Linked DNA regions of Sus scrofa: regions 2, 3 and 4 are each linked to region 1. A link is a contact called in public Hi-C and HiChIP or PLAC-seq data. All regions are on one chromosome and are shown on one strand. Each heading gives the region's core, a stretch centred on a gene start, on an enhancer-like site or on the middle of the called end of the contact. The rest is flanking DNA. Distances are from core to core; before and after follow the strand shown. Region 1 holds the start of PLAC9 (placenta specific 9). Region 2 overlaps LOC110256808 (a long non-coding RNA gene). Region 3 holds the start of SFTPD (surfactant protein D). Region 4 overlaps LOC110256704 (a long non-coding RNA gene).

Region 1 (7,057 bases), core at 1,230-3,729:
TCTTTAAGATTTGATATTATGACTGAGATGAATGTGAATGTAGAAGCAAATTCCAAATTATCTATTATTTAATCCCATGTATATACATTTGTGCCTGAATATCCATTAGATAGGTAGACTTCCTAGGGAGTCTACCTCCCTAGGAAGGTAGACTCTTCCAGCTGAAGGGACTAGGTTGGAAGCACCAGCTGAAGGGACTAGGTTGGAAGCACCGAGCACCAGGGGAGTTAGTGACTCAGAGGGGTGTCTTGTTTTACCCTGCATGTTTTAGTATTTTGTGCCTCTGCCACAAGAAAGTAATGTATGTGTGTTTTGGTAAATTCAAAGACTAGGCAGCCAATTCACTCTGAGCTGCCAGAATCCCTGTGGGTTTGACAGTTCTTTGACAACTTCCCACTACCAAGTGTGAGAAATTCTTGGCATTCCTGCGAAAAAAGCCTTCTTCTGAGTCAATTCATGTGGGCATCCTAATTCCCAAGAGAGATTTTTAAAAATTTAGATCCAAGTCTCTGTCCAAGATCTACGAACTCAGAACCTGGATTTCTGTTCCTGAGGCTGTTTTCTGGAGGAGGAAGTGAGAAGGAAGTATCAGCTTTATGAAAATACACAATGTTAGAGCTGTGAGTTAAGTTTCATTTGGGGCAAAATGAAGACTATAGCCTGGGAAGCAGCATTTGACATAGCTTTGCAAAACTGCTCCAGAGAGGTGGTGGGGAAATGTCAGGATATATGTGACTGGTGAAGGGGGGAAGTGCAGGCAATTAAGCATACATTTTGCAGAAGGTCACTGCTAGTCTTGTGAAGGTTACTGCTAGTCCCAAGGAGCAGAGGTCACCATGAGGGATTTTAGCGCTTTTCTGGATATAAGGAAATGCAAGCACTGGGCTAATAAAATCTTCTGAAAATATCTAACTATTCGAAGACCTGTTCTGCCAGTTTTCCCAGAGCACGGAGTGCCTCACTCCTCCTCCTTGAATTCTTGCAGGGGGTGTTGAGGGTCAGCAGCTGCAGTGGTTCATGATTCAATCCTTACAGAGGCAGATGACAAGTGCTAATCTGCAGGTCACAAAAGGATTACTTGGTTAGTGTGGTGATGGTACTGGACAATTGCACAGCCACAGTCAGGAACAGAGAAGGCAGAGGTAGCCCCTATCTGCAAGGGTTCTAGTTAACCTACGTCATGGACCCCTTGTTGAATAAAGATACTCCTCTGGGCTTGATGATGAAGCAGCTCCACTGGCAGCAAGGCGAGGCGAGGCACCCAAGGCTCTGTAATACAGATGTTAGGGCTGTGGATTTTGCTTTTTGTTTTCCAAAAAACTTAATTTTTTTTTTTTTTTTTTTGCTCTTGTCATGTAGGAGTGTACTGTGGGTGAGGGTTGACTATTGTGTCCTAAACTAGAGGGAGGTAAGGATGATTTGAGGTTAACTGAGAACCCCATCCAGCTCTTACTCTGGGCTTGCTTAGAATGGAGAAAGATCCTGGCTTTTTGGGGATACGGTGTATATTATTATCTACTGGCTGGCCTGCAGAGGTGGGAGAACTGGATTCAAATCCTGACTCCACTGTGTGACTACTGGCAAGGCTCTTTAGCAACTCTGAGCCTCAAGTTTTTGATCTGCATAATGTACATACAGTGCAGCCCAGTGCAGTGAAGATTAGATGGTATATGTAGAATAAGTCAATCAAAACATAGCTATTGTTCATGAATATTACAGTGGTTATTAGACCATGAACTCAAGGGCCGGCATATGTGATCTTGAGAATTATTTCTTTTCCTTCCTTCTTCAGAGTTTACCTAACACTAGTACAGAGCTTAAGTGTGTGCTGAACACTCTGATTCTATTAGGGCTCTGGGCCTGTCACTGCTAAGCCATCTTAAAAGTTTGGAAAACAAATTATTGTCTATAGATTAATTCTCCTTCTCGAAAGTGTGGAATAAACCAGTTTTACTTCTATTTGCACATTCATGTTAATATTCCAAATCTTTGTTCTTTCATTTAATGAGTTAAATGAAAGCTGCAGCACATGCCCATTTTATATCTGGATGAAAGCCATGATTTTACCTTTCTTGGAAAAGCATCTTTTGACAATCCTGTTACTCTTTTAGACCAGTTTTACAGGAGGCAGACACCACTTCCGAGCCTCCCTTTCAGGGAGACACTGTCCATACGTAATGAGAGTTGATTACTTATTCCTGGGAGGCAGAGCAAAGCTTCCACACTCCGTGCAGTCAGGGATTCAGATCCTGTGCCACGGGTGTGGGTGGCACTTCTCTCGAAGCTTCAATCTGTGAAATGGGCTCGTAGCGAATCACTGTGGCTCTGGTTCCATCGCCCTCTCCGTGCGGGGCCTCGGGGAGGTGCAGGGCGCTCAGAGCACAGCCCCTTCGTGGGGAGGCGCCGAGGCTGGCATGTCAGGCCCCTCCGCCCGCGGGGTCTCCGAAGGGGGCGGGCTCGCTCGAGCCAGAAAGCCCGGAGCCGCCCAGGAATCTTGGCTGGGACTTGGAGCATTTCCTCCCGGGCGGGCCGGCGCGATCCTGGGGAGGGCGGGGAGGCCGGCCGCGGGCAGACGACTAGCTGAGCTCAACCGGCCTGCAGCATGCGGCCCCTGCTCTGCGCTCTGGCCGGGCTCGCCCTGCTCCGAGCTGCGGGCGCCTACGCCGCCGGTGAGTGAAGACCGACCTCGGACGGCGAGGAAGGAGCGGGAGGGAAGATGGAGCCAGAGGGAGAGAGAGCGATGGAGGAGGGAGATGCGGAGAGAGGAGAGGATGAGAGAGAGAGAGGGAGAGAGATAAAGGCAGAGGGGCAGAGAATTAGAAAGGAGAGGGAAGAATAGAGAAATAAAGGGAGAGGCTGGAACAGAGAGAGACTTTGGAGGTAACAGGTAAGAACTATGAATGAGGAAAGAGAAAGAGGAGGTCGCTGTTTCTAAAGAGAGGCAAACAGAAAGAGAAGCAAAGAAATAGAGGAACTAAACTGGCGAGAGAAAGGGGGTTGGTTGGGGAGAGAGAAATGGAGAGAAAGGTATTGAGGAAAAGAGAAAGATTTGAGAAAGACCAAAAGAAGAGAGAGTGTGGAGAAACTCAAAAGCCCCAGGTTGGGAGGAAAGAGGAAGAGACCAGCATCCCGCAGGGGCCCATCAGGTCTGTAGGGTGGGGCAGTCCTGCCAGAGGGCCTGCAGAGATGCCCAGGCCTGGTTTCCTGGGGAATTTCCTGGGAAGCTGAGCTCTAACAGGCAGATGACACAAGCCTGACCTCGCAGAGCCTGTCAGAAGCCAGGCAGGTGGCCCCTGGAGGCCACTGATTTACCTACCTATCAGGTGGCCTGAGGGGGTTCTGCAGTCTGGGTGAGGAGGCTGATCCCTCCCAGAGAGCTTCCCTGAGGATCCAAGCTGCCTTGGGTGGGTGCTGGGGAGGGGACTGCTGAGGGAGAGGCCCCCTGGGTGCTCTACTGACTGGGTTCCTTGCCTTGCCTGGCCCCTCTACCCTTCCCCTCACAGATGAGGCTCAGACAGTGTGGCTGCAGAGGTACTAATTGTACTCAAGGATGTTCCTTCTACTACCTTAAGACTCTGAAGGTCTTACAGCACTTCACAGTTTACAAGCCACGTTCCCATTTACCAAAGTTCTCATGCAGGCCTCAGCCAGAGGCAGCTGGTGCTCATCCCAGTCGCACAGGTGAGGGGAGGGCTCAGGTGTCTCCAAGCATCCAGGGCGCCTGCCCCCTCAGTCAGGCCCTTGCCCACATGCCAGGCTGTTCTCCCATCTCTCTGGGGTGGGTAGATGTGAGGCGCCCAGGTGAAGTGCCCTGTGTTAAGATGGAAGTGCCCCTTGCCCCACGCCCAGCCCCTTCAGGCCCAGGGAACTGTGGGGAAAGGTTTGAAGCCAGTGTTCATCCTTGGCAGCTCCTGGCTGCGTGACCTTGGGTGAGTTACTACACCTCTCTGAGGCTGTTTCCTTTTCTGTAAGTTGGGGAGAAGGGGACCTGCCCTGCAGTGCCGGATGAAATGGAAAGGCACAGCATGGAACACCTGTCAACATGCATTGGCTTCTTCCCTTGTCCTCTCAGCTCCACTGATTTCTCTGAGCCCCGGTTTCTCTACTGAGGTTGGCTAAGGAGGACCAACAGCTGCTTCCTCACAGGCTGTGTGAGGAGTGGCTGGGACCAGCCCAGCATGGAGCCCGCCTACATGCTGTCTTTTTTCTCTTCCTCCCCTGCCCCTTCTTCCCAAGTCCCCACCTCCAGGAGCCGAGAGGACAAAGCCCAGTCTGTGCTCCCCCAGAGGGAGGAGCTGGCCACTGCTCACAGTAGCTGACTTTTTGTGGCCCCTTTTGCTATGAATGGTATATGCGCTTTAATTTAAAGCCATCTTTAAATATGATTTTCTTTCTGATTATACACCCTCATTGCTACAGATTTTTAAAAAAGAGGAAAATATAAATGTGTTCATGGAATGTCACACTGAGTTCACACATTTTTGTGTATAATTTTTCAGACTTCAGACAATATACTATTGTGTTTCTTCACTTGATTATCAAATCTTTTGGATGTAAACACAGAATAGTATAATGAACCCCCATGCGCCCATCACTCTGCTTTAACAGGGATGGATTCTTAACCAGTCTTCATTCCTCTATCATCCCCACATTCTCTCCCCTTCCTCAGATTTTTTTAAAGGAAATTCCAGGCACTATATATTTTCATCTATAAATACTGCTTTAAGTAATTTTTAATAAACATAACTGCAATGCCATTATCATACCCTAAACATGGACAATAATTCCTTAATATCAAACATCTATTGTTCAACTATCCCTGGTCCTGTCCTGTTTTTACATTTGGTTTGTTGGATCCAAATTAAGATGCATACCTTACTTTTGGTTATCATGTCTGTTAAGTTCCTTTTGGTAAGTTTTAAGTTTCTTTAGTAAATAAATCCCCCCCCCTTTTTTCTTAAAATGTGTTGAAACTGGGTTGTTAGTTTTATAAAGTTTTTCTCATTTAGATTTTAGTTGATTACATCCCCTGGGTGTCATTTAAATATTCTTCTCTCCCCTTTATGGTCTATAAACTGGTAGTTAGAGCTAGAAGCATCATCTAATTCCAGTTAATTTTTTTTTTTTGCAAGAATACTTTGATGATATGTTGCTTTAATTTGCATTTGTTTGATTACTACCAGGGTTGGACTTTCTCTTCCAGTGCATTGTGGTCATTTCTACTAATTCTCATGAATTGTCTTAGACATTTCATTTGTGGCACTGGGATTTTTGTTTTGTTTTGGCCACACCTGCAGCATGTGAAATTTCTTGGACCAGGGATCAAACCTACACTACAGCAGTGACCCAAAAGCTGCTGCAGTGACAACATTGGATACTTAGCCCACTGTGTCACATTGGGATTTTTCGTAGTGATCTGAAAAGTTCTTTGTGTTGAGTGATGCACACCGTTTTGTGTTACTCGTAGAGAACTTTTTTAATGTTAAGGCTTCAGCTGCATTCCTTTCCTATTTTGCTATCAGAGGGATCTGAAGTCCTAGAGCCTAGTCCTAACCATTCTCACCCATGCCAGGGGGCCCACAGGGGAAGCTCTCACTGCCACTACTCCAAGTCCTCACGGACTTGGGTTTTCCATTGGGATTCTGCTTTTTTGCTTTGAGTGAAAGAGGAAGATGCTGAAGGATTATGGTGAGGATCACAGCATTTCTTCTTACAAAAATGGATGTTGTAGGGAGTGAACTGCTGCTCAAAGACAATTCAATCCAATGTACACAGTTGGGCTCTTGTGGGGCCTCAGGGCAGGTGCAAGTGCATTGGTACAAATCCCCTTAGCCTCATACCTGTCCAGCCCCACATTTTACAGAGAAGGCAGCTGAAACCCCAAAATAGGAGGCCCTTAACTCATTGCACAACTGCCATGACACAGAATATATAGTGTTAGGCAGATAGGATCCAAATCCTATTCCTGCCACCTACTAGCCTGTAGTCCTGGGCATGTTATCTTCAGTTTTCTAATCTATAAAAAAGTGAATGTAAGAGTACTGAGCTCACAGAGGAATTAAATGAGATAATGCTTGTAAGTACTCTACAAAAAGCCTGGGTCATAATAAGTGATCACAAATCAATAGTAGTTGCCAGTATAGAATGTGGTTGTACCCATTCTAGAGGTGAAGAACCAAGGATCCAGCAAGTAGGATTAGCTTGTAGCAGAGCCCAGAGAACCCGGTCAGCTCTGAGCCCTCTGTGTGCTTTTTGGAAGAGCCTCTCTCAAGCATCCCTTAGACCCCCACACAGGTTTAGTCCTAGAGTAGATGCCTCCCCATCTTGAAGAGACCCGATCAGAGTGATCTAGCAGAGAGTACTGGCTCCACGCGGAGGGGCTTTCACTGACTTGCTCAGTCTCCAGCCCACCTGGTGAATGTCCTCCATGGCATTTGCACATCACTTAGCGGTTCCAAGGCAACTTTGAGTGTGGGATCCCCTTGGATCAACACAGCAGTCCTTCCAAGTAGCCAGAGCAGATCCCTTACAGACGAGGCTGAGTGAGAGGCAAAGAGCACAGTCAGTAAGCAGTGGAGGTGAGACTCTGCCTCTGACTCCCAACCTCATGTTCTGTTCACAGCACATGGAGAGAGGTTTATCCTGGATGGCTTCCTAGACCTCAGCATGGTGGAGGTTCGGGAATGTAATAGTACTTTATAACCCAGTGGATTATAAAATAACTGTATTCCAGAGTAGAAGGAATCTGGGTTCCTGTATGGCTTCAGGGACAGGAAGCCCCTGCCAGCCCTGACTGCCAGCCAGTCTATTCTGAACTGATGATATGGGAGGAAAAAAAAAAAGGCGTGTGTGACTGAGGGGGCTCTTTGTTACAGCAGCTTAGCCTATATTCTCACTTAACCAGATGCTGACTGTATTGGAATGAGATTGCTAAGCTCTCAGAGTTGATTGTCGAGGTTTGAATCCACATCTGGAAAATGACCAGCGTGCAAAGCAGGCAGAACATATCACTCCCCAAACAAAGCAAAACAACACAGAAATGTTCCTCAATGTCTAA
Region 2 (7,057 bases), core at 2,329-4,828, 200 kb after region 1:
CCCCAAACCTGACTGCCTCTGAAGCCACTGGCATTGCACCTGGGCCCCGCACATCTCCCCTCCCCCTACACCCCAGAGGTCAGGGATGGGGAGGCACTGAATGTTGGACGGTGCTCCAGCGTGTGACCTGGGGCACAGAGGGCAACACCCCCTCCCCCACCACAGACTTCCCCCACGCGTTTGGATTTTGCCAGCCCTATCCCCTTCCCTTCTCCTTCCCCTCTCACCCATGCTGGGGAGCCACACCCGGAAGGAGGCAATAGGACCCAGCAGGGAAACCACTCTGGCAGGAAGGACCCAGGCCTGGCAGTCCAAAGACCTGGGTTTTAATGCTGACCCCGCCACTGATGCACTACAGAGCCTTGAGAAGGATTCTCACCTCTGGGCCTCTGTTTCCCCACTAAGAGAAAGAGAGAGTGACACCAGAGAGGCCCATTTCTGTCCTGATGTTCTGGAATTCTGCCTGGCTGGGTGCCATCTCCTGGAGCAGAGAGCTTTATTTGGAGAGTTTCCCCAGGCTCCCTACCCATCCCCTTCCCACTATCACCCATCAGTCAGTCACTTAAGAAATCAGGTGGAGGGATGCAGGTCCTCCCCTGTTGCCCCCTGCAACCCCAGCCATGTCTTTTGTCCCCTACCCTGCAAACGTGAAGGAGAAAGGTCTCCCCCTCCTTACAGGGCAACCCCAAGACACGCTACAGAACCTCTGGTTTGCAAAGTGGGGACAATGATTCCTACCTCCTGAGGGGGCGGAGAGGCCTCCTGGCACTCACACTGGACAGGCCTGCCGATGCTGTCCTGGCTAGTGGGAAGGATTGCCTTCCTCTCTGCTCTCTCCCCCATGAGAAGCCCTATTTGCTTTGTCATATTACCCTTCCTTTCTCCCAGGGCTGGGTCCTTTGATGTTGCCCCAACATTATGCCTCTGTGGGAAAAAAAAAAAAAAAAAAAAAAATCAGACCGCGGAATGGGCCTGAAATTCAGTGTTTACCACGGCTCAAGGACACCCAACCTGGGGCCGGTCGTCTTTGGTTTTCAAGTGAAAATGCTTTGTACAACTGAGGAGTTACGGCAAAGTGTTAATCAGGGGTCCAGGGAGTGAGTTGAAGAGATGGAGTTGAGAGTATTTGCAGCCAGAGGGCTGCAGGGTAGATTGGGGGGGGCCAAGCCCTCTGAGCACTTAGGAAGGGTGTGTGTGCTCCAGCCTGAGCCCTGTAGCTGCCTCCCTCCAGGCCTGCAGGGGCAGAACGCCCGCCACCAACTGTGAACGTGCTTACCGCCCACTGAAGAATCCCTCTGCCCCCTGCCTGCTCTACTGTGTCAAGGTGAGCCAGAGTCACCCTGGCCCTGGGTTCTCTGTCCCCGAGAAGCTGTCACTGTCAGTCATCCTCGTGTCCCTCTAAAGAGAGCATTCACAGGGGTGGCAGTGTCCTGGTTTCCACTGCGAGGACAAGGCCCCAAGACTTCCAGGGACTTGGCCCCACGGGGAGGACCTGGGCTTCTGGGTGCTTGGGCTGAGGTTGTGCGGGAAGTCCACATCCTAGAAAGAACCCAGGCTCCAGACTCCAGAAGGAATATCACCCCAAAGTGACCTTTGCAGTGGGCTTGTCCAGCTGGCAGTCACTGCCGCTGCCATCTGTGCAGAATCAGCCACTGTGGGGGGGCTGGGCCCTCCTGCCTGGGGCAGCCCTTCCATATTGCCCCCGCCCCATGGCTGAATTTGGGAGCTCTGTGTGGTCAGCAAAAGCCACTGCTGTCCAGGCTGGTGCTGTGAGAATTAAGTGCTCAGAGGGCCCGGGCGTCCAGGAGACAAGAAAGTGTGTGGTTTCAGTATGTTCAAAAGGGACAATCGCTTGCAGTTAGTAGATCTAGCGATCTAGTTGGGAGATAATGGTGTTTACCCCATATGAAGTATTCAATAGTTCTACTTGTGAATTTGTATTTATTTTGAGTTATACTTGACACAGAATTCCTTTTTTTTTTTTTTTAAAGAAAAATACTATGTGTGTATTTTGAAAAGAAAATTCATGGATGTTAAAATTTCTGCATGGTTTCCAATTTTTCTCACAACACTGAATTTGTTACCTTCTCCCGAAAGATCTTCACAGTGATTTTTGTCTGTATATATTTGAGGGCCTTTTTTAAAAAAAAAAGAAGAAAAAGAAAAAGACAAGAAAAATATAATTACTTGATTTTTGAGATTTAAAATAAACAAAAGGAGAGGCATTTTCAAAACTTCAGAGCTTTCAGGAGGGCAGTAGAATATCAAATGAAGATTTCTGGAAGTATTTTTTGCAAACCTTCTGGTTGAGCTGCAAGAAAATATTTATGGTGAGAACTTTTCTCTTTTTCCTGTTTTTTTTTTTTTTGGTTTGATTTTTTACTATGCTTTGGTCTGTAAAAAGTCTGCAACTGAATTACATTAAGGAAATATTGTCTACATAGAATATTATATGAAGTTGGTACATAATTCTGATGAGGAAAAAAAAAATCTTTGCAATTCTTTAAGCCATATTATTGTTATTCTCTCTTGTTTGCCTTGGATGAAAATATCAGTATTAAGTAGTCAGCATATTATTCAAGTGCTTATACTTATTAATATGTTCCTGTCCTGTATTTATACATATGTGTATTTTGGAAAGTATTGCCTTTTTGGAGGGAAGCTATTATTAGATACTTAGTGAAAAAGGGAATGGGAAGCTCTTTGAGCCTCTTCAGCTGAGGATAACACAGCACTATAATCCATTCTCTTGCACCTTCTTATTATTATCTTGTTATTATGGTTATTAATCTTGTGGGGGGGCAGGAGTGAGCTAGGGGAACAGGGGGCATGTGACTGATTAGCCCCTCTATGGTTGGCCAGCTCCAAAGATGGCCTCCTTGGCCTGATCCAGGGCTTCCGGTCAGAACAGCCCAAAGAGGGAAGAGGAAGACAGACTTCACACCGTTCCTTTTGGAGCTTTGCCATCTGAGCCATGTCCCAGGTCCCCATGCTCTTTGAACTTGGATTTGTCCCCCTGCCCTCCACCATCTAATGGACTTGAATCTACTCGAAATGAATATTTAACCCAGCATCACTACATCACAGCCCAGAGCGACAGCTAACCCTGAAATCTGGGAGGCGTCCAGCCTTGGGGAATTCATCGCTCTCTGTTGCCAACCTCACTCGACGTCCTCCACTCGCATGTGGTGACCCTGTCCATGTCTGTATCTGTTAATATGTGTGTGTCCAGCTAGAAAGACAAACAGAACCCGTGGGCCAGCTCGGAGGGTGCGTGGAGGAGGCTCCCGACCGCTCCCGAGGGCCGCCCTCGGGATGGCATTCCGTTGTGTGCCTTATTCCTGGAGAATCTGTATACGGCCTGCCTATAGAAATATAGCCTTTTCATGCTGTATTAAAAGGACTCTTAAAAGCAAGAGAGGCTCCTGGTTTCCTTGTTTACGCAGAGTGTCCGTGGGAGCTAGACGTTTTCACAGACCAGAGGGGCCAAGTAGGGCGGGAGGACTCGGAGCCGCCCTTCTGCTGTCATGAGTCTGGGACGTCCGGTCCTTGCCCTGCCTCCACACCATTGATTTGCCTTCTCCCAGCCCCTCTGTCCCCAAGCAGACACTCTCTCCAGGGTGAACGCCCTCCCCAAGCAGGGCCCCAGACTGGGCGAGATTGTCAGCACATTAGGTCACAGTTAGCTCAGCGATGGGACTCCCGGTGACCATATATAGGAGTGAATCTTCCTCGGAGATGCAGCCTCGGGCCTCGCCACCACAGCTCCCACTCGGATCTCTCGCCAGGATCAGGATTTGGACCTCAGACACTGGGCATCCCACAGTGAGCAAAGTGAAGTGTCCGGGGCCTCCTGGAAAGACCCTGGGAAAGGGGACAGAGGACTCGTCTGAGCAAGGACCCAGGCTGGGCTGTCTCCAGGTGGGGCTCTTGCTGAGGGCCACAGACAGGAAGCCACAGCTCATAAGGCCTGGAGCCACAGCCAAGAAAGTCTGAGGGAGCCACCTGCATATGGAGCCCTGAGGCCCAGGGTCTTCGCACTTGTGGTTCTCAACCTGGCTGCTCACCAGAATCGCCCATGGGAACCGCCTTGGTCTCACCCGGAGATGCTTGAGAAACCAGCCTGGGTGTCCTTAAAGTCCCTGATCAGTCCAGCATGCAAGGCTGAGAAGTATAGGGCTTTGAAATGGTCTCTAGGGTCCTATGGGGCCAGTGGTGATGGCTGTAAGGAGACTGGTGGGTGGTGGGGTGGGGGGGGTGAGGGGTTTCAGCTCGCTGGAGGGACATCCCCTCCCCAGCTCCAGCCAATTGCTGCTATCTAAGAATACACTGTCTGGGGCAGAGGGGGGAGAGGGGGCGGCAAGAGACTAGGAATTCAGGTTGTTATGTGAAATTTTCCAATTTTTAAATTTTGGCAACTAGTTTATTAAGTTTTTTTAAAATTTTTTCTTTTTATGGCCGCACCCACAGCATATGGAAGTTCCTGGGCCTGTGGTTAAATCTGAGCCACAGCTGTGACCCGAGGCACAGCTGCGGCAATGCTGGATCCTTTAACCCACTGTACCAGAGCGGGAATCGAACCCACACCTCCACAATGACCCAAGCCGCTGCAGTCAGGTTCTTAGCCCACTGTGCCATGGCAGGAACTCCTTAAATTTTTAAATAGCCAAACTATCCGCGAGCCGGCCCATGCCTCTAGACAGCAACCTCTGAGATGGAACAGTGAAACTAAGATGTGAGTCCTTGGGGTCAGGGACCATGGGTTGGGGAGAAGTGGGGGACAGGAAGGAACAGAGGCTCCTGACTCCAGAGGCAGGACCTATTAGCTTATTTGGGGTACACAGCAAATCCTGGCAGCCACCATGCCCTTTCCTGCTCATTGGCACAGAGGAAGGATTAATTCACTTCCTGGTGCCTGGCTTCAGGGTGAGTGAAATGGCAGGCAGGACCAGAACTGGCCTGACGCAGGTGGGTGGCACCCCAGCAGGATGGGCAAAGGAGAGAATAATCCCCCATGAGAGCCTCTCCACCTGCAGCCCAGGGAAGGCTGTGCTCCCTGTTACAGGTCTGAGGACATGGAGCCCCGTCTGTCTCAGTGGCCACAACACTGGCTTCCAGATCAGCCCTGCCTCCCCTGGCTGTGTGACCCTGAGCTGCTCCCCCGGCCTCTTTGAGCCAGAGCTTCCAAGGGGATATTACATGGATAAGAAGCCCAGTGACCACAAGGCCCAGCACATGGCTTGGCACCTGGGTGGCGGGTTAGGGGCCACGGTCTGCGGCTCAGGCCAGAGGTCATACAGGGAGTCTGAGTGGAGCCAGGCCTCCAACCCTGGAAGCTGGTTCATTTGATCATTTGCCCCCTGTGCTGGGGCTGAGGTGTCAAGGTTAGTATTGGATTATCTGCCCTTGTGTGTCGTATGCATGTCCCGTGTGTTTGTTTTGTTTTGTGTTCCACGGAAAGAAAACAACCCAAAGCAAACACAGCCTGCATTTCGACATCTCCTAGAGCTGTGGAAACCAGTAATTCCCCTGGACAGGAAGGATTTCCGGTTGGACTGAATGTCCACGTCCAGAGGCAGCCAAACGCTGAGAGCATAGTCCACTGCAGAAGGGGGCGTCAGGGGTCCCAAAGGGGAGGCCCCGGCTCTGAGCCTGCCCCTGACAGGAAGCCGGCGACCTCCACCCCTGAATTTAAGGCCCCCAGAGGGGAGAGCTCATTTGAGGTCACCCAGCAGGCAGGTGGCTGAGCAGGATTTGAACCCTGAAATCTCACCCCCAGTGTAGTGTTTCAGAGGCGGAGCTGGGGCTTGGCCCCAGGCAGCATGCTAGGCCCAGAGTGAGGGCCCCCAAGCACAGGGGTTGTCTCGAGGGGCAGGCAGCTCCAGCCCATGAAGGCCTTTGTAAGGAGCCCTTACACTGGACACAGGGCTTGGAGACCAGACAGTGCCCCAGGCCTGGGGTCGGAGCATGTCTGTTCAACCACTGCCCCCTCTCCCACCTCAGCACGAAAACCCTGGGGGCTCAGAAGCCACCATGTGGCCCAGACAAAGCTCCTAGCACCAACCCCTCCTTGGAAAATGTGATGTGGAACCTCCCCATCCTGACCTATGAGCTGGGGCAACTGGACGCACCGAGGGCTGCAGTGGATGCTGGGCGGACCCTGCATGCACAGATGCTCTATGCTGGCTGCTTTGACTCTCACAGGCTCTACTGCCATCCAGCTTCTGCCTGGGCCCTGACCACAGGCCCAGGTCTCTCCCGTCCCTCTGGCCCCCTGTGTGCTCCTAACAGTCCTGGCAGGAACCAGGGTAAAGAACACTATGCCAACATGGCAGGTGGGGAAACTGAGGCCCAGGGAGAGTCCTGACGCCTGAGACTGACAGACGGGGCCTCCACTGCACCCTCCGCCCTCAGCTGTTTCTGATCTCGACCAGAGACTCCAAGTGGATTCCCACAAGCCTGCTCAGGCTTTTAGCAACCACTATGGGCGTTTCCTTGGGGCCAGGTCTGAAACCCTGAGCTGTGGCTGCAACCTGTGATACCCTGGGTGAGGAGTCAGGCCCCTGCTTTCCTTAGACAGCTGGACCCTGGCTTCCCACAGTCTACCCAAGGGCAGGCATCCAAATGCCACGCCAGCTGCTCCCTGGCCTGTTTCCCCATGGTGTCAGGAGGGCAGAAGGGGCAGGAGGCACTGAGATGAAGGCGGGTGACAGTCTGGGGAAGGGCAGGCGTCTGATTGTCCCTGGAGCTCTGACCGAGCCAGGGACAGCCTGTCCTCAGGCACAAAGGCCCCTCCTAACACCCCCGCCCCCACATTATGAAGACATGTGAGAGGTTCCGGGCTCCATGTCCCACCCCCACCCCACAGACATTCACATACCACTTTGCACACGCTTGCACTTACTAACACACAACCACACACTGACACATGCGCATTCACACACGTATACTCTCAGACACATGCACATATCCACAAACCCACAGAACTGCAGCCTGAAGAAAGTCCTGTGGGGGTGGGGAGCCCCCACAGCAGCCCCTCTGCCAGACCACTCTTAGC
Region 3 (7,057 bases), core at 1,475-3,974, 150 kb before region 1:
TCTCCCCATCTCTGGGACCAAGAGCAGCAGCGCTCTGGAGGCAGTTTAGGGACAAGGTGGCAATAAGTTCTGGCCCGGGAAGGCATGAGTTAACCAGCTGGATCTCTGACATGGGCTGCCAACAGCAGCCACCTATTCTCAAATACTCTGTATCACCCCTTTTTGTGACTCCCCTTGGGCACTGCCAAGGGCACCATGGCTAGAAAGTAGAATTCCTCACTGAGGCCATTTGTCACCTCAGGAAGGACTCACCAAGGGCCCTTAGGCAGCACCTTTCCCCTCTCCAGACTTTCTCTCCCTTTCCGATCCATCAAGGTGATTGGCTCAGCTCCAACAAGGCAGAATCATTTCCTCTCTCTTGCTGCCTTGGATGGACTAGTCCTGGTCGTCTGCGCTGCTGTCTGAAAAGCAGCCAGAGACCTGCATGCTTGGTGAAATATGTCCTGGGCACCAGATGGCTTCATGTTTGTCAGGAGACTTGCCATTTCTGGGCTAGACACTCTCCATGAGGAAAGTCCCAGAGAGAACCCAGGCGAAAGTTCTCAGAGACACTAAATTAGTGGCTGGAGAGACCGTGGGACACCTAGAGCCCTGCTCAGACCTCCTGAGAGAACTTGGAACAGGGGCCCCTTGTGGAGGAAGGGGACACAAGAGATGGGCCCAGTCAGAGGAAGGCTAATTCTGAAGGGCAAAAAAGAGCAGATGTCCCACAAGGTATCTGGTTACCATCTGAAAGGAACTTAGGAACTAAGTGAGATTAGGGGGGTGTTCAGGACAGGGGTCACTCCCACTACGGAGCTTCCTTCCTCTCTTGGAGAGAAACGGTAAAGTTATGAGCAGAAAAGGCTCATAGGAGTTGGAAGCTGGTAACAAAGCCCGCGAGGGACCTGCCAAGGGGAGGAGAGTCACCAGGCTGGCTGAGGTGGTGGGAGGGGAAGGGCTTCTTGGCCAGAGAAGTGCTCCTTCCCTGAACTGCCAATTCATTGCTGTGGATGAGCCCTATTGTGCACTAGCCTCTATCGGGTTTTTTGTTTGTTTTTTTGTTTGTTTGTTTGTTTGTTTTTGGTCTTTTTTGCCTTTTTCTAGGGCTGCTCCCACAGCACATGGAGGTTCCCAGGCTAGGGGTCTAATCAGAGCTGTAGCCGCCGGCCTACACCAGAGCCACAGCAACTCGGGATCTGAGCCATGTCTGCAACCTACACCACAGCTCATAGCAACACCAAATCCTCAACCCACTGAGCAAGGCCAGGGATCGAACTTGCAACCTCATGGTTCCTAGTCGGATTCGTTAACCCCTGAGCCATGACGAGAACTCCCCTCTATGGCTTTTTAAATTTAATTTCTTTTTTTTGGGAGGGGGGCACCTGCAGCATATGGAAGTTCCTGGGCTAGGGGTTGAATCGGAGTTGTAGCTGCAGGCCTGCACCACAACCACAGCAGCGCCAGATCAAGCTGCAAGTCTGGATCCTTAATCCACTGAGTAAGGCCAGGGATCAAACCCACATCTTCATGGATACTATGTCAGGTTCTTAACCTGGGGAGAAACAATGGGAACTCTGTCTTTCACTTCTTTTGGCTGCCCTGTGGCATATGGAATTCCCAGGCCAGGGCTCAGACCCAGCTGCAGTTGAGACATAAGCTGTAAATGTGGCAGCACCAGATCCTTAACACACGGTGCTGGGCTGGGGCTCAAACCTGGGTCTCAGTGCTCACCAGACGCGCCGCTGATCCCATACCACAGCAGGAGCTCCTGTCTTCACTTTTGAATCCACCACTTCCTCAGGGATCCTGGGAGTCTCTACAAATACCCAGATGGGTTCTCAGGCCAGCTGCAGTTGCCTCATTGTACTTGTGGCAGAGCTCAGTCATGGTACCAAAGGACCCAGGCCAGCACCAGGACATTTGACCTCTGACCTCAACACTGGGGCCCGAAAAGCAAAAGGTATTCTGCCCAATGGCTCAAGATGGGAGGGAACGTATCATCACCCACTGTAGCAGGAAGGGCCTTGGAGAGAGAAAACTTACAGGTTTTCAGACCAAAAATTCAGATGAGGCATCTTACCTGGGACAACAGAGAGAATGGGAAGATCCATAGCCCCTTCAATATACATGATGTTCTGTTTATACCAAACTTTCAGGTTAAGATTTTATTGGGGAAAAAAACCAATGACCCCTCTGAAAATTGGTCGAAAAATCAGTGACCTAGTCCAGAAAGCTTTTTAAGATTGAGGCTGAGAGAAGCAATGTTTATCCATGCCTCACGGTCATTAGATACCGGGATGGACTTAGAACTGACAGAGGGACACCTGGTCTGTTTCTCGGCTACTACTCTCTCTGAAGAAATCAGGGATGGAGAGGAGCCAAGAGGAAAATGAACTGCATTTTCCACGGGGGCTTCCAACAATGGCATTTGAGGTCTGGTTGGGTATCATACCCAATTCACCTACCCTGTCCCAGACCAGGAAACAAATCTCCCCCTGAGTTAAGAGAGCAGAGTGTGGGGAAGAAGAGTGCTCCTTATTACCCCACTGTGCCCCCCACCTCCAACACCCACCCTCCTAGGCCTGAACAGCTCCACAGACCCTGCCTTCCTCAACACTGGTAGGATAAGCCACCCATAGAGGCAGGGAGCTACTCACTGGACATCAGGAGAACAAAAGGAGATGCAAGACCAGAAACACTCACAGTTGCGTCCTCTAGAGCTCCAGAATCTCCAGGCAAACTAAAGTTTTCTGGGCAGGCACTGGCTATTTATGACTGCCCTGTAACCTGGGCCTCCCAGCCCCAGTTTCCTGAGAACCCTCTTCAAGAAGTAGATAGAGCAATTTTCTTCCTTGTTGACTCACTCGATCACCTGCATTCTGGACACCTGCCACTGATGTTCATAACACTACACACCCATCACCTTAGAGTTTATAGAGCACCTCAGTCCACGCTCTCATCTGCATCTCATTGCAACCCTTGGAGTTAAGTGGCAGCAACAGTGTCTGTATTTTACAGATGTCCAGGAATTCAAGGTCCAGAGAAGACCAGCCAGTTGCACAGTGACCTACAACTATTGCAAAAGCAACCTGCATCTGCAGAATCCAAGAGCCAGCACCTACTGTGCCCACTTCTCTTCCCCCTTCACCTCAACATTACTGCCTAGATATTAGGAAAGAGCTGGGAGCTCCTTGTATACCTGAGTGGGAGTAGCCTTGTAGAGGAAGTGCTAGGTAGCAGCCTGGGGTGGGGGCAGCGGTTGGAGGAGCTACCACCTAGCAGGGGTCACTCTTTTGCTCTCTGCTCTGGATCTAAGAGTGCCCCCTGCCACTTGCCTTTTGTGGGATGGCCTTCCTTGCCCAAATCTCTCCATCTCTTTAGCTTGTGTTTGCCCATTACATTGCTCTAGTGGCCAGTTTGGACCCCTGAGCTGCTGATACACTGTCGTAACCATCCCCAGGGTAACTCTAACTTCTAGTGACTGTAGGGCATTTCCCCACCCTACTGCTGTGGCTGTCAGCTCTGCTTGCTTTTAGATCCTTGTGACTTTATCTCTTCCATCCACCCTTTGCCTAGGTCTATACACCAGCAGCCGCATGTTTCCAGTCCTTTCCTATGGGCACCCCCTTGGAGGTGCTGACTTGCTCCTAGCTTTTGATGCCATCACCTTGTATACTGTGGAACCTATAAAGCCAGTTTTCCTCAGTTGATAAGAAAAGGTCTTCTGTTTCCCATGTTGCAATTTTTTGAAGCAGGATCCCATAGCAGAGCACCTGGGCCCCTAATGTTTGAGCCCTTTCATCACTAACACAGCCCCCTCTATTCTAGGATGTTCTTGTGCCCCTGGAGATCTAAGTCAGCATGGAGGCTGAACTGAACCCTTGTTCTCCTCTCCCCACAAATCCTAATTGTCAAGTCTTATCCTGGTGGCTAGACAAAATTCTTATTTAGGATGACCCTTATTAAAGGAGTCCTATACTTTGTTTCTTCCTGCAAGCTGACTTCTGTTAACTGCTAACTCCTAGGGTGTCAGATTCATCCCTCACAATGCCCTTGGACCCCATTATAGCAAAGAATATGGAGTTTCTTTATCTAACTCCACATTCCACCAAGGTCCAGGTCTACTTATGATCCAACCCAGACACTCATGTTCCAGTGAAAACCTTTGCTTTTCTCAGTTACACAAGTGAGAAGAATCAGATTTGATCTGATTTTATATTTTGGGCTGCACCCACAGCTTGTGAAATTTCCTGGGCCAGGCACTGAACCTGAGCCACAGTGGTCACAATGCCAAATCTTTAACCGCAAGGCCACCAGGGAACTCTGAGAATCAGATTTTAAATGGTGATCACAATGGCTTTCATGCAGAGGATCACTGGCTCACCCTCTCTTCCCAAGATGAGGTCAGGATAACTACATGCTTTCTTTGGGAGCTAGTCACCACTGCTGCACTGCAGCCCAGCAATATCAGAAACCCCTGGTGGATTTCATTAGCTGCACCTTTGTCAGAGCTAAGCTGTAGCCTCTGGTATTTTACCAGCTGATTGCCCACATTACTGTGGAAACTCCCAGCTCAGTGGACATAGGTATAGTCAGGTCATCCAAGACGGCTGTTCTCTTGCTCTCTGTACATCACCAGCTCGGCCAGACCCTACTTCACTCATGTGACTATCCAATCCTTTTAATTATAGATCTTAATTGGTAAGTACCCACATGCTTTCCCCTGCTCCAGCTGCTGGTTTCCTTGGCAACTGGTGAGCCAACTTGACGTCAGTTCCCCCATAAATGATAGCCTCCTCCCACCAGCAATGAAGTTTGCTGACTGTCCTGCCATACACAGTGGGGGTGTTGCTCTAGGACCCTTCTGCTTTGGAGATGTAAGATCCCCTGTCCAATAAGCCACTGATGGCTCTGTCAGTGTGTCTGGGCTCTTTCTTCCATCTCAAGGTTGGGCAACTACAAGGCTTGCAGGCCTGCAGTGGGTGGGCAGCCCAACAATTGAGGAGCCAGCCAAGAGGCCAAGGAAACTCCTGTGAGTGCCGAGATGTCAAGAAATAAGGAAAAGGTATGGAAAGTTAGGGGGGTAATCCTGAAGTGGTCGTCCACTGCCATGTGGGGTCCTGTGGCATCTGACCACCATGAGAGATGTCTTTCTCTTCCATTATATTGACATTGTTAGCCACAGAGTCTCTTTCCAGCTTAAAAGTAGCAGCCTTGTGCTTGTGGTTTGTCTGATGGCATGGGGATGGCTGGTGAATCCAGACAAAAACTCAAGGACCTAGATTAGCCACAAAATACAAGCATACCCCTGACCCAACACCCCTAAATAATTGGAGACATAGACGTTAGGGATATTATCTCAGAGATAGGCTTATGGATTGGACATGGCCAGTTTCCCAAAAGGGTTTGGTTGTGGCCTGTGGCAATGGCAAAATAAGAGTATCCTTGGGTCCCATCTGCAGAAGGGGGCAGAGCAACAAGCAATAGTGTGTGCTAGAACAACAGCTGTATGTAGTCTACAAAGTGTTTCAGCAGGTGGACGGCATTATAAAAGGCCTACCAGAGTCATCAAGAAACCCTAAAAAGCCCACTTTACTGGCCAGGAAGTTTTGGAATGGGCCAATAAAAATGCCATTCCCTGACATTTCCACCTGCCCTACAATCCTGGTGCTGCCGGGCGAATTGAAGGATGAATGAACTCCTTAAATAACAGAGGCTGGAAGCCTACTTTTTCAATGGGTGGACCAGGAAGCAAATCAAGCCTACAAACTGAACATGCCAAGAGCAATCAGCCCAGGGCCTACACCATGTTAACCCAGAGACAACTAGTCAACACCATCTGAGTTCAACTGTTGACCACTCAAGGACAAGTGCCAACTAATGGTCAGGACAATAACTCACTTTTGCCCTTGTCACAGGATCTACCCTCGGGGGGACATATTATTATAAATGGCCCTGGAACTGGCAGATAAATCCTCAGTGGTATGGATTTGCCACCCCCGTGTGGATTAGGACTAGAAAGGGACTTGAAAGATTTCACCTGTCTTCTACCCAACCTAGGACTACTAAAGTAATTAATCCAGGTTCCCTACTGGAGAAAGGCACCATTATATTAACCCAGTGGTCTGTTGTTATACTGCTCCTCCAATATTCAGCACAGGCTGTGGGTGGGCAGGTGGGATGGTACTACTGCAGGCCAGGTTGAACAATAGGCAGGGTGGTATGATCTCAGAATGATGATCATGCTTGTATTTTGCTTCATGGTCATGATCGTCTGTATATTACGCCTGCTAAACATCTTAAATTTCATCTCTAATCTGAGTGATGGGAATCTAGTCTCAGACTGGGCAACAATGGTGGCCTCATTGTGAAGTGAGTTTGATAGCTGGGTCAACCGAGAGATGCCACTGTCGTCCTTCTCTGGAACTCCATTCAAAATTGACATGATAAGCACCTACTCCAGTTTGTCCACCTGCTGGACTCTTGATAACCCTTTAGCTGCTGTTGTCTGTATTGCATTTGCTCTATTTGGTTGCAGTGCACCTCTACTATACCTGACTCTAGGGATACTGTGGAAGAGGGTGGACAAAGATGGTAAGGGCTGTGCAGGATATGCCAAGGTGAAGTGTATGGTCAGCCTCCTCCCCCCACAAGATGGCTGTTCTCTTGCTCTCTCTACATCCCCTGCTCCACCAGACCCTGCTTCCCCTCTCATAACTAACCAATCCTCTTAATTACATGGCTTAATTGGTAACTGCCCACATGCCTGCCCCTGCTCCAGCCATTAGTTTCCCTGGTAACTGATGAGCCAACCTGATGTGAGTTCACCCTATAAATGGTAGCCTCATTCTCCCTCAACTCTCCAAGATTGCTGCCATGTCCTGCCTGCCATCTGCTATCCATGGTGGAGTATTGCTCTAGGGCCATTCAGCTTTGGATGTGTAAGGTCCCCTGTCCAATAAGCCACTGATGTCTCTGTCACTGTCTCTGGCTCTTTCTTCGGTCTCAAGGCTGAGAATCTATAAGGCTTGCTGGCCTGGGGAGTGCAGCTCAACAACTATGGACAGGTTGCTTT
Region 4 (7,057 bases), core at 2,954-5,453, 130 kb before region 1:
AGGTTTGTTCTACATGGGTTTTAATATGCTGAGGTGAGTTTCTTCTATATGCAATCTGTTGAAGGTTTTTATTTTTTTAATCATGAAATGATGTTGTCAATGCTTTTTCTACATTACTGAGGTGAGTAATTTTTATCTTTCATTTTATTAATGTGATATATTTATTGATTTGCATATGTTGAATCATTCTTTCATCTCACGGATAAATCCCACTTGGTCATAGTGAATAATCCTTTTAATGTGTTCTTGTATTTGGTTTACTAATATTTTTTGCATCTGTATTCATCAGGGATGTTGGTCCATAATTTTCTTGTAGTGTCCTTATCTGACTTTGGTATTAGGATAATGCTGGCCTTGTAGAATCTGTTTGGGAGTATTATCTTCTCTTCAATTGCTGGGATGAGTATGAGAGGAATTGGTATTACTTCTTCTTAATTGTTTGGTAGAATTCACCCGGAATTTTCTATGTTTCCTGGAATTTTCTATGTTGGGTTTTTTAAAATTACTCTTTCAGGAGTTCCTGTCATGGCGCAGTGGAAATGAATCCAACTAGGAACCATGAGGTTGGGGGTTCGATCCCTGGCCTTGCTCAGTGGCTTAGGGATCTGGCATTGTCCTGAGCTGTGGTGTAGGTCACAGATGTGGCTCAGATCCTGCATTACTGTGGCTCTGGCGTAGGCCAGCAGCTGTAGCTCTGATTTGACCCCTAGCCTGGGAACTGTCATATGCCATGGATGTGGCTGTAAAAAGAAAAAAAAAATTACTCTTGTAGTTCCTCATTATTGCTCTGTTTAAATTTTGTATTTCTTCCTGACTCCATCTTGGTAGGTTGTGTGTTTCTAGGGATTTATACATTTCTTCTAGGTTATCTTATTTGTTGACATATAATTGTTTATAGCTTCTTATGATCCAATGCATTTCCATAGTTTCAGTTGTAATGTCTTCTCTTTTCTAATTTGAGTCTTTTTTCCTTTAGTCTAGATAAATGTCAGTTTTTTAAACTTTTTGAAAAACCAGCTTATAGTTTCATTGACAATTTCTATTTTTCTGTTCTTTATTTCATTTAGTTCTGCTCAGACTTTTATTATTTCCTTCCTTCTGTTAACTTTGTTCTTTTTATATATATATAATGCTTTTTATTTTTTTCCATTATAGCTGGTTTACAGTGTTCTGTCAATTTTCTACTGTACAGCATGGTGACCCTGTTACACATACATGTATACATTCTTTTTTCTCACATTATCATGCTCCATCATAAGTGACCAGACATAGTTCCCAGTGCTATACATCAGGATCTCATTGCTAATCCAATTTGTTCTTTCTCTAGTTTCTTGTGGTGTAAATTTAGGTTGTTTTAGATCTAATTTCTTAATATTTGTATAAAATCTGCATAAAATTTTTCTTTCAATGGATTTTGCTATGCTCCCAGGATTCAATATGTATGTTTCCATTTTCATTTTTCTCAAGATAGTTTATTTCCCTTTTGACTTCTTTTTGACCCATTGGTTATTTAGAATGGTGTTGTGGAGTTTCCACATATTTGTAGATCTTTCAGCTTTCCATTTGTTTTCTAACTTCAAACCATTGTGGTCAGAAAAGATAGTTGGTATAATTTTCAAATTTCTTAAATTTGCTAATATTTGTGTCCTTTCATGTGATCTACCCTGGAGAATTTTTAATGTACAATTGAAAAGAATGTGTATTTTGCGGGCTGTGGGACAGAATGTTCTATATATGTCTGTTATGTGCATTTGGTCTAAAGTGTAGTTTAATTCCGTTTTCTTGTTAATTTTCTGTCTGGATGATCTATCTATTGCTGACAGTGGAGTACAAAATTCCCTACTATTATTGTATTGTTATCCATCTCTCCTGTTTTCATCTATGCAGCTAATCTGTGCCTTTTTGTTGATGAATTCAATCCATTTATATTTAGAGCAATTTTTATATGTAAGGACTAACTATAGCCATCTTATTGTTTAGCTTCTTGTTTTATATCTCTATTGTTTCTTTTTCCCTCTGTTTCTGCCTATATTTACATAGTGGTGGTTTTTTCATGGTGGCATTCTCTGCCTCTCTGTTTTTTTGTGTTTCATGGATCTACTCTAAATTTTGGGGTTTTGTTACCATGGGGATTATATAAAACATTTCATAAATAAAACAGTCCATTTTATACTGATAGCAGTTTATCTTCATTCACCTATAAAGACTCCACCCTTATACCTGTCCCCATTTATATTTTTGATGTAAAAATTTGCCCCTTTTTATGCTGCATATTTGTTAACAAATGATAGTGACTATCATTGTTATTAATACTGTTTCTTTAACTTTTTTTTTTTTTTTTTTGCTTTTTAGCACCACAAACATGGCATATGGAAGCTCCCAGGCTAGGGGTCGAATCAGAGCTGTAGCTGCCAACCTACACCACAGCCACAGCAACGCCAGATCCTTAACCCACCAAGCAAGGCCAGGGATCAAACCTGCAACCTCATAGTTTCTAGTTGGATTCGTTTCTGCTTCACCACAATGGGAACTCCTTTCTTTAACTTTTATACTATAGTTGTTAAGACGCCATTCTAATATAGGGTGAAAATTTTCTGATTTTGTCTGTATTTTGCACTTATCAGAGTATTGTGTACTATCATATGTTTTCTTGTCATTTATTAGAGTCTTTCTATTTCAGCTCAAGGAAGTCTTTTCAGAATTTCTTACATGGTAGGTCTAGCACTGGTGAACTCTCTCAACTTTTGTTTTTCTGGGAAAGCTTTTATTTTTCCATTATATTTGAAGGATAACTTTGCCAGATAAAATATCCTTGGCTACAAATGTTCATTTTTCAACACTTTGAATATGTCATTCCACTCTCCCTTAGCCTCTAGAATTTCTATTGAGAAATCCACTGATAGCCTAGTGGGAGTTCCTTTATAGGTTACATTCTTTTTTTTCATGGCTCTCTGGTGAGTGGGGTAGGAGCAGATTTGACAATTACTTTGGATCCTCAGCCCTTTATTTTCTTTTAAATGACTTTTATTTTTTCCATTATAGTTGGTTTACAGTGTTCTGTCAATTTTCTACTGTATAGCAAAGTGACCCAGTCACATATACATATATATATTCTTTTTCTCACATTATCCTCCATCATGATCCATCATAACTAGATATAGTTGATCCATCATGACTAGATATAGTTTCTGGTACTCTATAGCAGGATCTCATTGCTTATCCATTCCAAAGGCAATAGTTTGCATCTATTAACCCCAGATTCCCAGTCCATCCCACTCCCTTCCCCTCTCCCTTGGCAACTACAAGTCTGTTCTCCAAGTCCATGAGCCTCTTTTTTGTTTGTTTTTTGTCTTTTTAGGGCCACACCCACAGCATATGGAGGTTCCCAGGCTAGGGGTCTAATCGGAACTACAGCTGCCGGCCTGTGCCAGAGCCACAGCAACACCAGATCTGAGTCGGGTCTGCGAACTACATCACAACTCACAGCAATGCCAGATCTTTAACCCAATGAGCGAGGCCAGGGATTGAACCCCCAACCTCATGGTTCCTAGTCAGTTCGTTTCTGCCACGTCATGACAGGTACTCCAAGATTCTTTTCTTATTTGTGCCACATATTAGATTCCAGATATGTGATATCATATGGTATTTCTCTTTCTTACTTGTTTCACTTAGTGTGAGTTTCTAGTTCCATCCACGTTGCTGCAAATGGCATTATTTTGTTTTTTATGGCTGAGTAGTATTCCATTGTGTATATATACACCACATCTTCTTAATCCAATCATTTGTTGATGGACATTTAGGTTGTTTCCATGTCTTGGCTATTGTGGATATTGCTGCAATGAACATACAGGTGCGTGTGTCTTTTTCAAGGAAAGTTTTGTCTGGATATATGCCCAAGAGTGGGATTGCTGGGTTGTATGGTAGTTCTATGTATAGTTTTCCAAGGTACCTCCATACTGTTTTTCATGGTGGTTGTGCCAATTTATTCAGCCCTTTTTTATGCACAGATAGGCTAGAAACCTCCAGGATCTTTTAAAAAAATATTACTGTGTTTTTTTCTCTTTTGTGGATATTTCTTTGTTGTGATGAAAATTTCTCTATGTGCAAGCATTTGGAAATAAAGTCTTCCAGGCCCCTGGTCTGCAGTTTTTGGTCTGCAGTCCCTGACCCCAGTCTGTCACAGCCCCGAATGAGTAGAGAAATGCACAGCAGGAGGACCAGGACAAGGCTGAGCGCCTGGCCTGGGGATCTGGCAACCAAGCAATCCTGATGTGTTCATTCACTTGGCTGTCTGCCTGTTGTCCCAAGACCTCTTGTGTAATGTGCAGATTACACAAGAGGTCTGTTTGGGTACGGATGTTTAATTCATTGTTTAAAAAGAGAGGGAAAAAGGAAATGACATTGATGTGACTCATTTAGAATGCCAATTTCTTTGACCAGTCATTCTCTGGTAGTTAGCCCAGGGTACAGTTTCTGTGAAATAATGCAGAGTGTCCTGACTAAGCTTTAAAACAATCCTGCTTCACCAGGATCTTGCTGGGACTGAGCCTGTCTTAGAAAAAGGCCTTAGAAAAAGCCTGTCTTCAAATCTGGTGTGAGCTCATGCATTCTGCCATGTGGAAACCTTCAAATTCTAATGAATCTATTTTGACTTTATGGATACACCTAATGTCATACTGAATTGCACAGAGGGTATGACACATGTACTTAAGAATGGGTAACTATCAATGAACTAGGTATTCATACCAACTCCTAACAATCCATAATGTAACATGGAAAGAAAAAGGGAAGCAAAAAGAAAGTCATCAATGAAAGGAAAATGTAACAAGTTTATTTTTTTTCCATTTTTTAAAATTATAGTTGATTTACAACATTGTGCCAATTTCTGCTGTACAGAAATACATGTATTTCTGCTGTACCCAGTCATATATGTATACACATTCTTTTTAAAAATATTATTTTCCTGTTGTGGCTCAGCAGAAAGGAACCCAGCTAGTATCCACAAGGATGTGGGTTTGATACCTAGCCCCACTCAGTGGGTTAAGGATATGACTTTTCCATGAGCTGTGGTGTAGGTCGCAGACATGGCTTAGATCTGGCATTGCTGTGGTGTAGGCTGGCCTAGGAACTTCCATATGCCAAAAGTATGGCAATAAATAAATAAATTTTTCCATCATGATCTATCCCAGGAGATTGACTATAGTTCCCTGTGCTATAAAATAGAATCTTATTGTCAATCCATTCTAAATGTAGTAGTTTGCAGCTATTAACCCCAAACTCACAGTCCATCTCACTTCCCCCACCCTTGATAACCACAAGTCTGTTACCCATGTCTGAGTCTGTTTGTTTCTGTTTTGTACATAGGTTCATTTGTGCCATATTTTGGCTCCATGTATAAGTGATATTATATGGTATTTGTCCTTCTCTTTCTTATTTCACTTAGGATGATAATCTCTGGTTGCCTCCATGTTTCTGTGAATGGCATTTTTTTGTTCTTTTTATGGCTGATAGTATTCTATTGTATATATGTACCACATCTTCTTAATCCACTCATCTGTCAATGCACATTTAGGTTGTTTCCTTGTCTTGGCTATTGTGAATAGTGCTGCAATGAACATAGGCATATATATATCTTTGAATTATAGTTTTGTCTGGATATATGCCCAGGACTTTGGATTACTAGATTATATGGTAGTTCTATATTTAGTTTTCTGAGGAACCCCAATACTGTTTTCCATAGTGGTCATACCAATTAAAATGTAACAATTTTAAATTACGAAAATACAAAATATGGTTTATTAAAATTTAAATTACATTTCTATAAACTTTAAAATGTTGACAATCATGTACTCTTCTCTGTATGTAGGATACCAACTTTGACGTGGCAACCATGATTCCCATTAGTGTGAAGGCAAACTTTATTTTTCATCCAAGGGTCAAATATCAAAGCCTCCTTCAATTTTGTGACCAAACTTATCACTGAAAAACAGGCCTGTAACAATCAGTCCTTGTGAACACAGTTGTAATTTAAACTTTCCTAAATTCAGGAAAAGAAACAAGATGTTTGGATTCTGAAAGGACAGAACACAGAATCTGATGGGAAATTACCACACGAAGTGCTGATCAAATCCATATGAGGAGAGTCACCTGGATTCCATAGAGGTTGCTGGCCAACCAGGCAGCTCCAGAAGCACAGGATTTGTCGAGGCTCAGGATGACCCAATAATTTCTTAAATTCCTTCCTCTTTCAGCCCTCTACTGAATACTTAAGACCTTGAAAAAAATAAGGTGACACAAGTGGAAGTTGAATTTCAAGTGTTAGCAGAGAGCTACCAGGTACTTTTGCAATGGTCATAATTCTTTTCCCTGTATGACTTTGATTCAGGGCTCCCTAGTTTTCACATAGGAAATAGTTTGTTCTCTGTTACATTCCATTACTCTGGGTTATTCATTATTAAGGGTGGCCATATTATGTATTATTTCAAATACAGAAAGCCCCAATTTGCGTGTACTATTCATGTGCCTCTCAGCATCTCCTGGAGCACATTTCATTCCATCCACAAATAAGATTGTTTATTTTAGGATGATGACTGGCTTAGAACACTTCTGTAGGTGAACTGTTACTGGAGGTCAGGCCATGGCTGATGCCAAACTACATGGAATCCTGGTTAGGGGGTAGCTCATCTTATGCCAATAAAAAGTATGGTACAGGTTTTTCAGCTGACAAACCCATGAGGCAAAAACCGTATATACGGAGGAGAAAGAGACTATCTGTAGTTGGGCTCTCCTTCCTTAAATCCTATCTTCAGTCTAAATCAAGAGATCCCTGGGCTCAGAAGAGGCTTGCAATGATTAACAAAATGGTGGAAGGGGAAGATGATTAAACTGTGGGAAGTATAATGTGAGGGGCATAGCATTGAAAGATAAATTTTTCTTTCATACAAGATGAAAATAAAAACCTGAAGTGCCACTTGGTATTTTTTTAAGGTCTTACAAAATTGACTTAGATGATAGATGCTACTAGTAAATCATTTCAATTGAGAATAGGCTCTAGAAA

The links. A called contact is a pair of places that touch in the nucleus more often than the background predicts. HiChIP or PLAC-seq counts read pairs in DNA pulled down with a chosen protein or histone mark.
Region 2: a contact with region 1 is called in a Hi-C map of liver, with 2.7 times the contacts expected there. The contact joins the enhancer-like site here to the promoter of PLAC9 in region 1. A contact is called at or near these places in 8 of 47 Hi-C or Micro-C datasets (embryonic fibroblasts, fetal skeletal muscle, heart right ventricle and 5 more) and 1 of 2 datasets of contacts at active chromatin or transcription factors (skeletal muscle).
Region 3: an H3K27ac HiChIP or PLAC-seq map of alveolar macrophages shows a contact between it and region 1. The contact joins the promoter of SFTPD here to the promoter of PLAC9 in region 1. A contact is called at or near these places in 3 of 47 Hi-C or Micro-C datasets (embryonic fibroblasts and liver) and 2 of 2 datasets of contacts at active chromatin or transcription factors (alveolar macrophages and skeletal muscle).
Region 4: a contact with region 1 is called in an H3K27ac HiChIP or PLAC-seq map of alveolar macrophages. The contact joins the enhancer-like site here to the promoter of PLAC9 in region 1. A contact is called at or near these places in 1 of 5 promoter capture datasets (liver), 5 of 47 Hi-C or Micro-C datasets (adipocytes, embryonic fibroblasts, fibroblasts and 2 more) and 2 of 2 datasets of contacts at active chromatin or transcription factors (alveolar macrophages and skeletal muscle).

Annotation. Positions count from the first base shown.
Region 1 is chr14:81,897,331-81,904,387 of Sscrofa11.1, reverse strand. PLAC9 (placenta specific 9) reads left to right here and starts at 2,479. Exons shown (of 4, transcript NM_001190209.1): 1 at 2,479-2,669. The coding sequence starts at 2,603. LOC106506060 (a long non-coding RNA gene) reads right to left here and starts at 2,354. Exons shown (of 3, transcript XR_001301042.2): 1 at 2,068-2,354; 2 at 1,178-1,269; 3 at 1-1,056.
Region 2 is chr14:81,694,347-81,701,403 of Sscrofa11.1, reverse strand. It overlaps LOC110256808 (a long non-coding RNA gene), which reads right to left. Exons shown (of 2, transcript XR_002338824.1): 2 at 2,344-3,864. It overlaps ZCCHC24 (zinc finger CCHC domain-containing protein 24), which reads left to right. Exons shown (of 4, transcript XM_021073637.1): 4 at 1-1,984. Among named protein-coding and RNA genes, the nearest start is that of PPIF, 23 kb to the right of the region's middle. Within about 2 kb of position 3,578, at least 31 of the 83 cell types and tissues checked have an H3K27ac peak or open chromatin away from gene starts, as enhancers often do. A contact at or near this core is called in fetal skeletal muscle, liver, mesenteric adipose tissue and 2 more, where this site is marked.
Region 3 is chr14:82,047,201-82,054,257 of Sscrofa11.1, reverse strand. SFTPD (surfactant protein D) reads right to left here and starts at 2,724. Exons shown (of 8, transcript NM_214110.1): 1 at 2,686-2,724.
Region 4 is chr14:82,027,932-82,034,988 of Sscrofa11.1, reverse strand. LOC110256704 (a long non-coding RNA gene) reads right to left here. Exons shown (of 3, transcript XR_002338593.1): 3 at 5,751-6,273. Among named protein-coding and RNA genes, the nearest start is that of SFTPD, 20 kb to the left of the region's middle. Within about 2 kb of position 4,203, at least 26 of the 83 cell types and tissues checked have an H3K27ac peak or open chromatin away from gene starts, as enhancers often do. A contact at or near this core is called in alveolar macrophages and retroperitoneal adipose tissue, where this site is marked.